3 separate regions of the Sus scrofa genome follow, and all the other regions are linked to region 3. Evidence: chromatin contacts called from public Hi-C and promoter capture Hi-C data. All regions are on one chromosome and are shown on one strand. The core of a region is the stretch at or near the end of the contact, and the rest is flanking DNA. Distances in the headings are between cores, read along the strand shown.

What was found. Promoter capture Hi-C pulls out the DNA fragments that hold promoters and counts their contacts. Hi-C and Micro-C count contacts between places; a contact is called where the count stands out from the background.
Region 1: a Hi-C map of epiblast stem cells shows a contact between it and region 3, with 2.3 times the contacts expected there. The contact joins the promoter of DDX27 here to the promoter of CSE1L in region 3. A contact is called at or near these places in 1 of 5 promoter capture datasets (liver), 1 of 47 Hi-C or Micro-C datasets (epiblast stem cells) and 1 of 2 datasets of contacts at active chromatin or transcription factors (alveolar macrophages).
Region 2: a promoter capture Hi-C map of fetal liver shows a contact between it and region 3, with 4 times the contacts expected there. The contact joins the promoter of ZNFX1 here to the promoter of CSE1L in region 3. A contact is called at or near these places in 2 of 5 promoter capture datasets (fetal liver and liver) and 1 of 2 datasets of contacts at active chromatin or transcription factors (alveolar macrophages).

Annotation. Positions count from the first base shown.
Region 1 is chr17:50,901,919-50,904,618 of Sscrofa11.1, reverse strand. It overlaps DDX27 (probable ATP-dependent RNA helicase DDX27), which reads right to left and starts at 1,372. Exons shown (of 21, transcript XM_021077494.1): 1 at 1,208-1,372; 2 at 545-691. The coding sequence starts at 1,300. STAU1 (double-stranded RNA-binding protein Staufen homolog 1) reads left to right here and starts at 1,464. Exons shown (of 13, transcript XR_002339895.1): 1 at 1,464-1,595.
Region 2 is chr17:50,957,405-50,960,104 of Sscrofa11.1, reverse strand. ZNFX1 (NFX1-type zinc finger-containing protein 1) reads left to right here and starts at 1,383. Exons shown (of 14, transcript XM_021077518.1): 1 at 1,383-1,839. LOC100627868 (a long non-coding RNA gene) reads right to left here and starts at 1,264. Exons shown (of 5, transcript XR_300503.3): 1 at 1,116-1,264; 2 at 681-790. It overlaps LOC106506050 (a long non-coding RNA gene), which reads left to right. Exons shown (of 3, transcript XR_002339902.1): 3 at 613-704.
Region 3 is chr17:50,743,635-50,746,364 of Sscrofa11.1, reverse strand. It overlaps CSE1L (chromosome segregation 1 like), which reads right to left and starts at 1,409. Exons shown (of 25, transcript NM_001243215.1): 1 at 1,318-1,409.

The DNA.
Region 1 (2,700 bases), core at 123-2,622, 160 kb before region 3:
TCACCCATGGCATATGGAGGTTCACAGGCTGGGGGTCTAATCAGAGCTGTAGCTGCTGGCCTATGCCAGAGCCACAGCAATGCCAGATCCAAGCCGCATCTGCGACCTACACCACAGCTCACAGCAATGCCGGGTCGTCAACCCACTGAGAAAGGCCAGGGATTGAACCCGCAACCTCATGGTTCCTAGTCGGATTTGTATTCACTGCGCCACGATGGGAACTCCTAAGTCAAGCGATTTATGAGTTATATTGAATATTCTTAAACCAATGGACTCTGAAACCCACTGTCCAACCTTAACAGCCCATGGCCTAGAACTGCCTATCACTTCTTGTTTTTCTTTTTATGGCTTCACCCTCAACATATGGAAATTCCCAGGCCAGGGACTGAATCCGAGCTACAGCTATGGCAGCGACCTATGTATGTATGCCTCACGTGCAGCAAGGCCAGATCCATTAACCACTGCACCAGGCAGGGATCACCAGCACCGCCAGAGACAAGCCAGATCATTAACCCATGCACCACAGTGGGAACTCAAGTCTCACCTTCTTCTTGAGCTGGCTCATGACATCAGCCATGGCCCAGCTGCCATCATACATCCCCTCCTTCTCAGTGAAAACAAAGTCGGGGTTGAAATCAGCACTGCGATTCTTCTGCAAGGCTTTCTGCTTTCTACCCAGCACAATGGGCCCCTGGGAAGAGGGAAAAGCAGGATGACTATGGGACCAAGAACAAAGAACACTAGAAAAAGAAGGAAAGGCGGGTACCCAATAAGGGAACAGAAATATACAAGGCAGAAACTGACAGGTGACAAGAAACAGATGAAGCTACCATTTTCATGGGAGATTTTAACACAGCTCAGCAACGGATAGATCAAGCAGACAAAAAATGAATAAGCACGTAGCAAATTTGGACAGCACAATTAATAAGCTTCATTCCAATGACATACAGTGTCTGGATTATTCAGTGAATGGCTACTGAGTTTAACAAGGCACACGGAATGGCAGGGGCACAAGCTTAGAGGCGAGGAAGAGCTAGTAGCAAGCAAACAGGAAAATCTGGGGATTCAGGTGAGACCAAGGGACACCTGCCGGCTTGGCAGGAGATGCTGAGGACTCGGGGGCAGTGACTTGAGGCATCACAGGGAAGGGAAGCAGTCAAGGACACCGAATGCACGCCACCGCCCTCCCACCTCGATCGGCTCATACCTCCTCCTCCTCGTCTTCGGAGTCCGTCTCTGGCTCCACTGGCACCTCGTCATCTTCGCCTATCGTCCCGATTAAACCCAGCTCCGCAAGCATGTTGCCGAAACAGCCACTTCCGGAAGCCGGCCCGGCGCGTTGTCTGGCTCTCAAATTTCCGCGACTTCCGCATCGTCACCGCGCGTGTCCTTACGTCACTTCCGTTTGGAGGCCGTCCCCGCAGCGCCTGCTTTCCTGAAGGCTTGCAGTGCGCCTGCGGCAACCTGCGGCGTTGTTTCGTGTGACGAAATCAAGGGGCGGGGTTGTTTTTATACAAATTCCATTATTTTGGCGCTCCCAAAACGCTGGGACAGTCGGAAGAGTGCAGGTGGTGCGGAGAAGAAAGTTTAAAGAGGTGCGTGGATAAGCTCCGTATATTTATGCCCATAAAATTGTGGAAGAAAATACAATAAATGTTTGGTAGAGGTTGTCTCTGAGTGGTAATTATGTTATTTTTATTTTTGTCTTAGATTTTTCCACAATGAACATTTATTTTCATAAGAACAAAAAAAGACAAAAGTAAAAATAACTAATGCTTATATAACATTTACTCTGCGCCAGGTGTTGCAAAATGCTTTTGTTGTTGGCTGCAGCGTGCAGCGGCTTGATGTGGGATCTCAGTTCGCAGACCAGTAGCAGTGAAGCTCTGAGTCCTGACTGCTGTACCACCAGGGAACTCCCGATATATTAACTGATTTAATTCTCACGCAGTCCTAGCAGAAAGTATCAGTACTCTCATCATTTTATAGATGAAGAAAGTGAGGCACAGAAAGGTTCCCAAGGTCCCAGAGCCAGTTAATTACAGAGCCAAGATGATAACTGAGACCATGGCTCCAGAGTCCTTAGGAAAGTAGGTCTCACAGCTTATCAGGAACTTTTCCTCTCTTTTCTCCTTGTGGAAAAACAGATTCTTAAAGTTCCCTAAACACCACCTCCTACATGAAGTCTTCCTGGTCTACCCATCTTCCTTCATAGCTGTTAGCTCCTTCCATGTCAGTACTTCCTTTTTGCAACTGAGTTGCAGTTTGTGCCACACAAGTAGATTAAGTTGATTTTGTGTGTGTGTGTGCCATTTTAACTATTTTTAAGCATGCAGTTCATTGTCATTAACTACATTCACAATGTTGCGCAACCATCACTGCTGTATGTTTCCAAAACTTTTTCATGAGTGCAAGCAGAAACCCTGTTAACTATTAAGCAATAACTCCCCATTCTTCTTTCTCCCCATTCCTTGGTAACCCCTAACTTACTTTCCGTCTCTATGGATTTGCCTGTTCTAGATATTTCATGTCAGCTGAATTTTACAGTATATGTCCTTTTGTGTCTGGCTTATACTTAGCATAGTGTTTTCAAAGTTCATCCATGTTGTATGTGTCAGAAATTCATTATGGCTGATTAATGTTCTGTTGCATGGATATACCACATTTTGTTTATCCATTCATCCGTCAATAAACACTTGG
Region 2 (2,700 bases), core at 134-2,633, 210 kb before region 3:
CGTGGCTACTGATTAATATTTGGCTAAAGGGCTCCAGGGATTAACATCCCCAAAGGCCTTGTCTACTATAGGGAGTATACCTACGCCTAGCTGGACATGAATCTTTTTTTTTTTTTGTCTTTTGTCTTTTTGTCTGTTGTTGTTGTTGCTATTTCTTGGGCCGCTCCCGCGGCATATGGAGGTTCCCAGGCTAGGGGTTGAATCGGAGCTGTAGCCACCGGCCTACGCCAGAGCCACAGCAACGCGGGATCCGAGCCGTGTCTGCAACCTACACCACAGCTCACGGCAACGCCAGATCATTAACCCACTGAGCAAGGGCAGGGACCGAACCCGCAACCTCATGGTTCCTAGTCGGATTCGTTAACCACTGCGCCACGACGGGAACTCCTGGACATGAATCTTTAACCCACTCCTCAACTGATAGCAAAGGGATGTGAGGAATGGTGACTTAATCTTGCAGGAAGAAAAGGGCAAAAAAACCATGGCGAGGACTGATGACATAGGTAACTGGGTAAGGCCAATAGGACAAAACCACATCCTTCTGGACCCCACGTAGGTAACCTCCACCTTTGTGCTTATTTGCTGTCCTTAACTTCCCTTTTTCTCTCCAAGGTCATCTATCAAACTAAAGTTCTTTAAAACACGCATTTCCTACAACGGGCCAAAATACAAACGCTTACCCCAGAGATCAGGAGACTGAAGATTGTGGATGTCTATACATGGTTGCCTTAGAGGCCCAGCAGGAGTCGTCTTCTCCGAGATCCATCCTGCAGTCTCTGATCATGCAAACCTGCGAACAAAGCAAGGTCATCAATCGCCATCTTTCCAGAGTTAGGAAAAAAAGAACGTGGCAGGGCCTTTTGTGGCTAGTGTATCAGAATTAACTGGCAAGTACTCAAAAACATCAGCATTGTCGATCTGATGGGGAAAAAAGTAAAGTCATCATTTACACCAGCCACGGGCTCCACCCACAGGCCCGAGCACATGGAGCGAGTTTCTCCAGCTTTAATTTATCTCCCTTAGTGGGCCTATGACCTATATCAAAACAAGGGGGACCCAAGAAGAGGACGGCAAAAGCAACCACACAAAGACAAAGATACCTTTATCTCACTCACCACATGGAGTAGCACACCCACGTTCCCAGGGTAGAACGCCATCAGAAGAGGAACAGAGAGACAAAGGTTCCGACGAGCGCCGCAGAAGCGAAAGAACGCGAAACACTCGAGCCTCGCTTAAATAGCCTGAGGAGACTCTCACGCCTGCGCACTGGAGTCAAAGTGCTTCCTCCCCCTCCTTTCCGCGACGCGCAGCACCCTCTGGGAAATGTAGTCTCCGCGCGGCCCTGCCGGAGGCAAGTCTACTGGAGGTCGAGACCGCTCTAGCCCCGCCCCTTCTCTGCATACACGAGGCCACTCGGGCTGGTCGGCCTCGCCGCCATGTCGCGCTTCACACGCAACAAGCCGTCCGCCGGCTCCCCCCTCCTTCTGGGACCGTTGAGGCTTGCGACGGCCTTGGTTGCTGTTAACCCGCCTCCTGCAGTCCCCTCCCCTCAGCGGCTCCCGGCGGAGCCCACGGGCCCCGCCGCCTGGGGGAGCTGAGGCGACGCCCGAGCGTCTGCCTGCCCCTGCCCCGCCTGAGGGCGGGGGCGCCGGCTGGGCCAGGGCCAGGGCCCCTCCTTCTCGTGTTCCTCCTCCGGGCCGGCCCCCAGCTCCGCCGAGTGTCTGGGGAGAAAGGAAACCGAAAGTGCGAGGCTCCGGGCGGGGCCGCGGACCATCCAGGGCCCGAGTCCGAGCGCCAGTCCGCGGCGGCAGTGGTGGAGTGCGGACGTATCGGAGCTGGGTGAGTGACCCCTGCCCCGAGCCCTGGCCCCACACTTGCTCCGGGTCCCCGGCGGCCGCGCCACCCTGCCACTGTCGCCACTTTTGCCCTGGCGCCCGCCTCAGCGCTCCCGCCGCCGCCTCAGCCCCCGCGTCCCCATCACCCTCTTCGGCACCCGTCACCCCCTCTCAGCCCTCATCACTTCTCAGCGTCCCCTCTATCCACTTGAGTACCTGTCCCCTGTCCTCAGCGCCCCTCAGCACCCCATCCCCTCCTCATTGCCCATCGCCTCCATCACCCGTCTCTGTCCCGCCTCGGCACCCCTGGTACCCCCGCAGCGCCCCCTTCACCTCCTCTGCCCCCAGAGCCCTCCTCCGCTCTCTTCATCTAGTTTTTCTGTTCCCCCCATCTCGGCTCTCACTTTTTGTCACAGCACCCTCTTCGTCTTCCTTCATCCTCCCGTCGCCTCATTCATCCCTCATCCCCCATCTTCTAGAAGCACCCTCCGCTCCCATCCCTATTTCCAGGTCCCCCCTCACTTCAGCAAGCAACCCCTAGTTGAGTTCAGCCCCACACTTTTCTTGAGGCCCCCAGATCTCCTCCACTCTCCCCCACCTCTCTGCCGCTCTCCTCTTCAGCCTTGCCTTGGCACCTTCTTCATGTCCCCACACAGCCCTGGCTCTCCCTTGACCCTAAAATATCATTATCAGGACCTACTGGGCTCCTGGGTGCCAGAGACTCCTCCATTTTTTCTTAGACTCTCTCAGGACCCTGGAGACTTCCCCCTGAAACCCAGCTCTAACCTCTTTCATCTCACCCTGGTGATTAACATTCCTCTCTAATTTAACTCCTCTGCCAGCCTGACCATCACTGATTTTCTTC
Region 3 (2,730 bases), core at 160-2,659:
TTGTCTCCAAGGAATATCTGTACATCTACTATGTGGCAAGCACCGACCACCTGGGTACAGCAGTAACAAGACAGGCCAGGTCCTTGCTTTTTTACACCCTAGCAGTTGAGAAAGGCAATAAACAAGTAAATTTTAAGTGATTCTACGTAAGTGATTTACGAAGTAAAACTAGGATGATGTGATAAAAGAGCTGAAGGAAAGAGACCCTTTGAGAGGTTGGTCAAAGAAGGCCTAAGGTGAGGGAAATATGAAGGACAGGGAAGCAGCCTTGCAAAGACCTGATGTTGGTACTTTTCGAACAAACAAAAGGCACGTCCAAACGCTTTACGGAGGACATGAGCTTGCAACATTTAAAAAAAACAAAGGTCAGCAGTACTGCTTCAGTGAATACTACTTCAGAAGAGATGGGTGGAAGAGGCGGACAACGAAACGGCACTTCAGACGGGACTTTGTAAACTGCGGTAATACTCAGTGGATCCTCGCAGTCACTTTACGAGGTGGATGTTTTCAACCCCACTTTGTAGATAAAGTGGAGACTTGGAGAGATGAAGTGACTGGCTCTAAGTTACATTCCTGGGGTGAAGCTAAATCTGGAACGAACCCAGGCTTTCTCATTCCAAAGCTGAATTCCACGCTCCGAACTACCACACGATCGCTTTTCCTCAAGAGGCGGACCCCACGTTACAGGGCAGGTGCTCAGAACCCCGGTGCACCCACTACAATCTAATCCTCACGAGCAACTCAGCAAAGTGAGATCACGATGCCTATTTTACAGTCATGGAGACTGAGGCACAGGGAGGTGGAGCTCCACCGCCTCCTTAATCAGAAAGTGAGAACAGAGGAAGAGGCGGTCAGGGCGGAGGCCAGCACTCCAGCCCAGCAGCCGCACAGGCCTTGCCGCCGCACTCCGCTCACGTTGCGGGGTGGCCGGGAGCGCTGAGAATGGACACGCAGGCGCAACCAATGAGAGGCGGACTTCCCGAGCGGCGTGGCCAATCAGCGCAGCGCTGGAGGGGAAGGGGCGGGCACTGGATACGCTCGCGGTAGGTCGCGCCTGGGTTGCCCTGGCCCCTCGCAGGCCCGGGTACCGCCGAGCCTGGGCCTCAGACCTGGAACGCCACGAGGGGATGGGAGACCGTTCGGCAGATGCAAAAACCTTACCCGAGGGTGCCGCCCGGGACAGAGGCCTATATCCTGCTCTCTCCAGGAGGTGCGGTCCTTACTACCCAGCGTTCGGAAGTGCTGGGAGCACCTCATTCCTCCCTCAGCCGGTTCCCAAGAGGCCACCGTGCCAGGCCGTGCACGCCCGCGCCTTACCTCGTGGGGATACGGGAACGGAGAAGGGAATCTCAGCCGCGGACGGCAGCCAGCACTACCCACTCCTACTGCCGCTCCACCTCACATTCAAACCCCGGCAAAATGGCGCGGCAGCGAGGCTGCGGCCGGGGCGCATGCGTGAGCAGGGCCGAGGCAGGGGGCGGGGCCAAGCGCTCCCGGCCCCACCCAGGCTGGAAAGGCCAATCTCTGCCCCGCTCTGGGTTTGCTGACGTCATAGTGGACAATGCTCTTTGGCTCTGACCGCTCTAAGGGGCATCACAATCCCCATTCGGAACTGAGCAGATTCTGCGAGTGACCATTTTTGATATCAGGCACCTAGCAGTGAAACTGACAGTACTAACGGCCTGAACCTAGCCAGAACGAACTGGGACTTGAACCCAAGTGTCAGGACTCAAACCCAGCCTAAACCCAGATTGGGACTTAAAACCCACAGTTTTAAATTAGAATCACTCACCCTGTGTCTGTACTTACTGAGGTTCTTCATACCTCCTCGCAGAAGAAATTCAGGGAGAGACAAAGTGACAGGCAAGAAGTAGATTTATTAAGACAGGAAGCTTGTGAGAGGTGCAAGCGGGCAGGCACGGAACCTCTGCCCCTGAGGATCCGGTGGACTATAGTTTTATCATCCAAGGGGAGTGGAGGTTGGAAAAGCCCACGTCTTCCTGTCTGGGAGTAGTAGCCCCTCCTTAGTATCCAGTAAGGTGTGTATTCAAATCAGCAGAAGGGTGGTCCTCAAACTCCTGCTCTTGGTCTGAATCTGAATGCAGGCCTAAACCCATCCCTCATCCAACGACCTGAGGCAATTCTCACGCCTCCACTAATCAAGCAAGCCTGCCTTGTGCTGATGGCTTTCTTGGTCAGTTATTAACTTACACTTATCTCCCAATGTACCCTAAGTTTCCCTCTTTAACTATGGTCCTTTATCCGGACTTCTACAACTACCTGTACCTACTCCATCCCTATCAGTAGGTCTCATATAATTGTTGAACAAATTGCCCAAGGTCATATTCAAAGCGTCTTAGACAGAAAGAGAACTTTCTGCCCCCTCATAGAGCTTATGTTTTAGAGGGAGAAATGGAATCAGCAAGTAAGATAATTCTGGAGTTCCCTGGTTGCTTAGCGGTTAAGGGCCACTACTGTGGCTCGGGAACTTCTGCATGCCCCAAGCACGGCCAAAAAACAAAGATCATTTCAAATTTGATTAGTGCTCTGAAAGGAGGATTTAAAAACAGATTGATATGGGAGGCGGTGACATGGAAGGGCAATGGGATAGCCAGAGGAGACCTCTGAACAAATGACAATTGACCTGAATTTCAACAAGGAAACAAGCTGTGGATCAGCCTGCAGAGCATTCTAGAAGGAGGGGATGCCAATAGCAAAGACTGAGGCAGA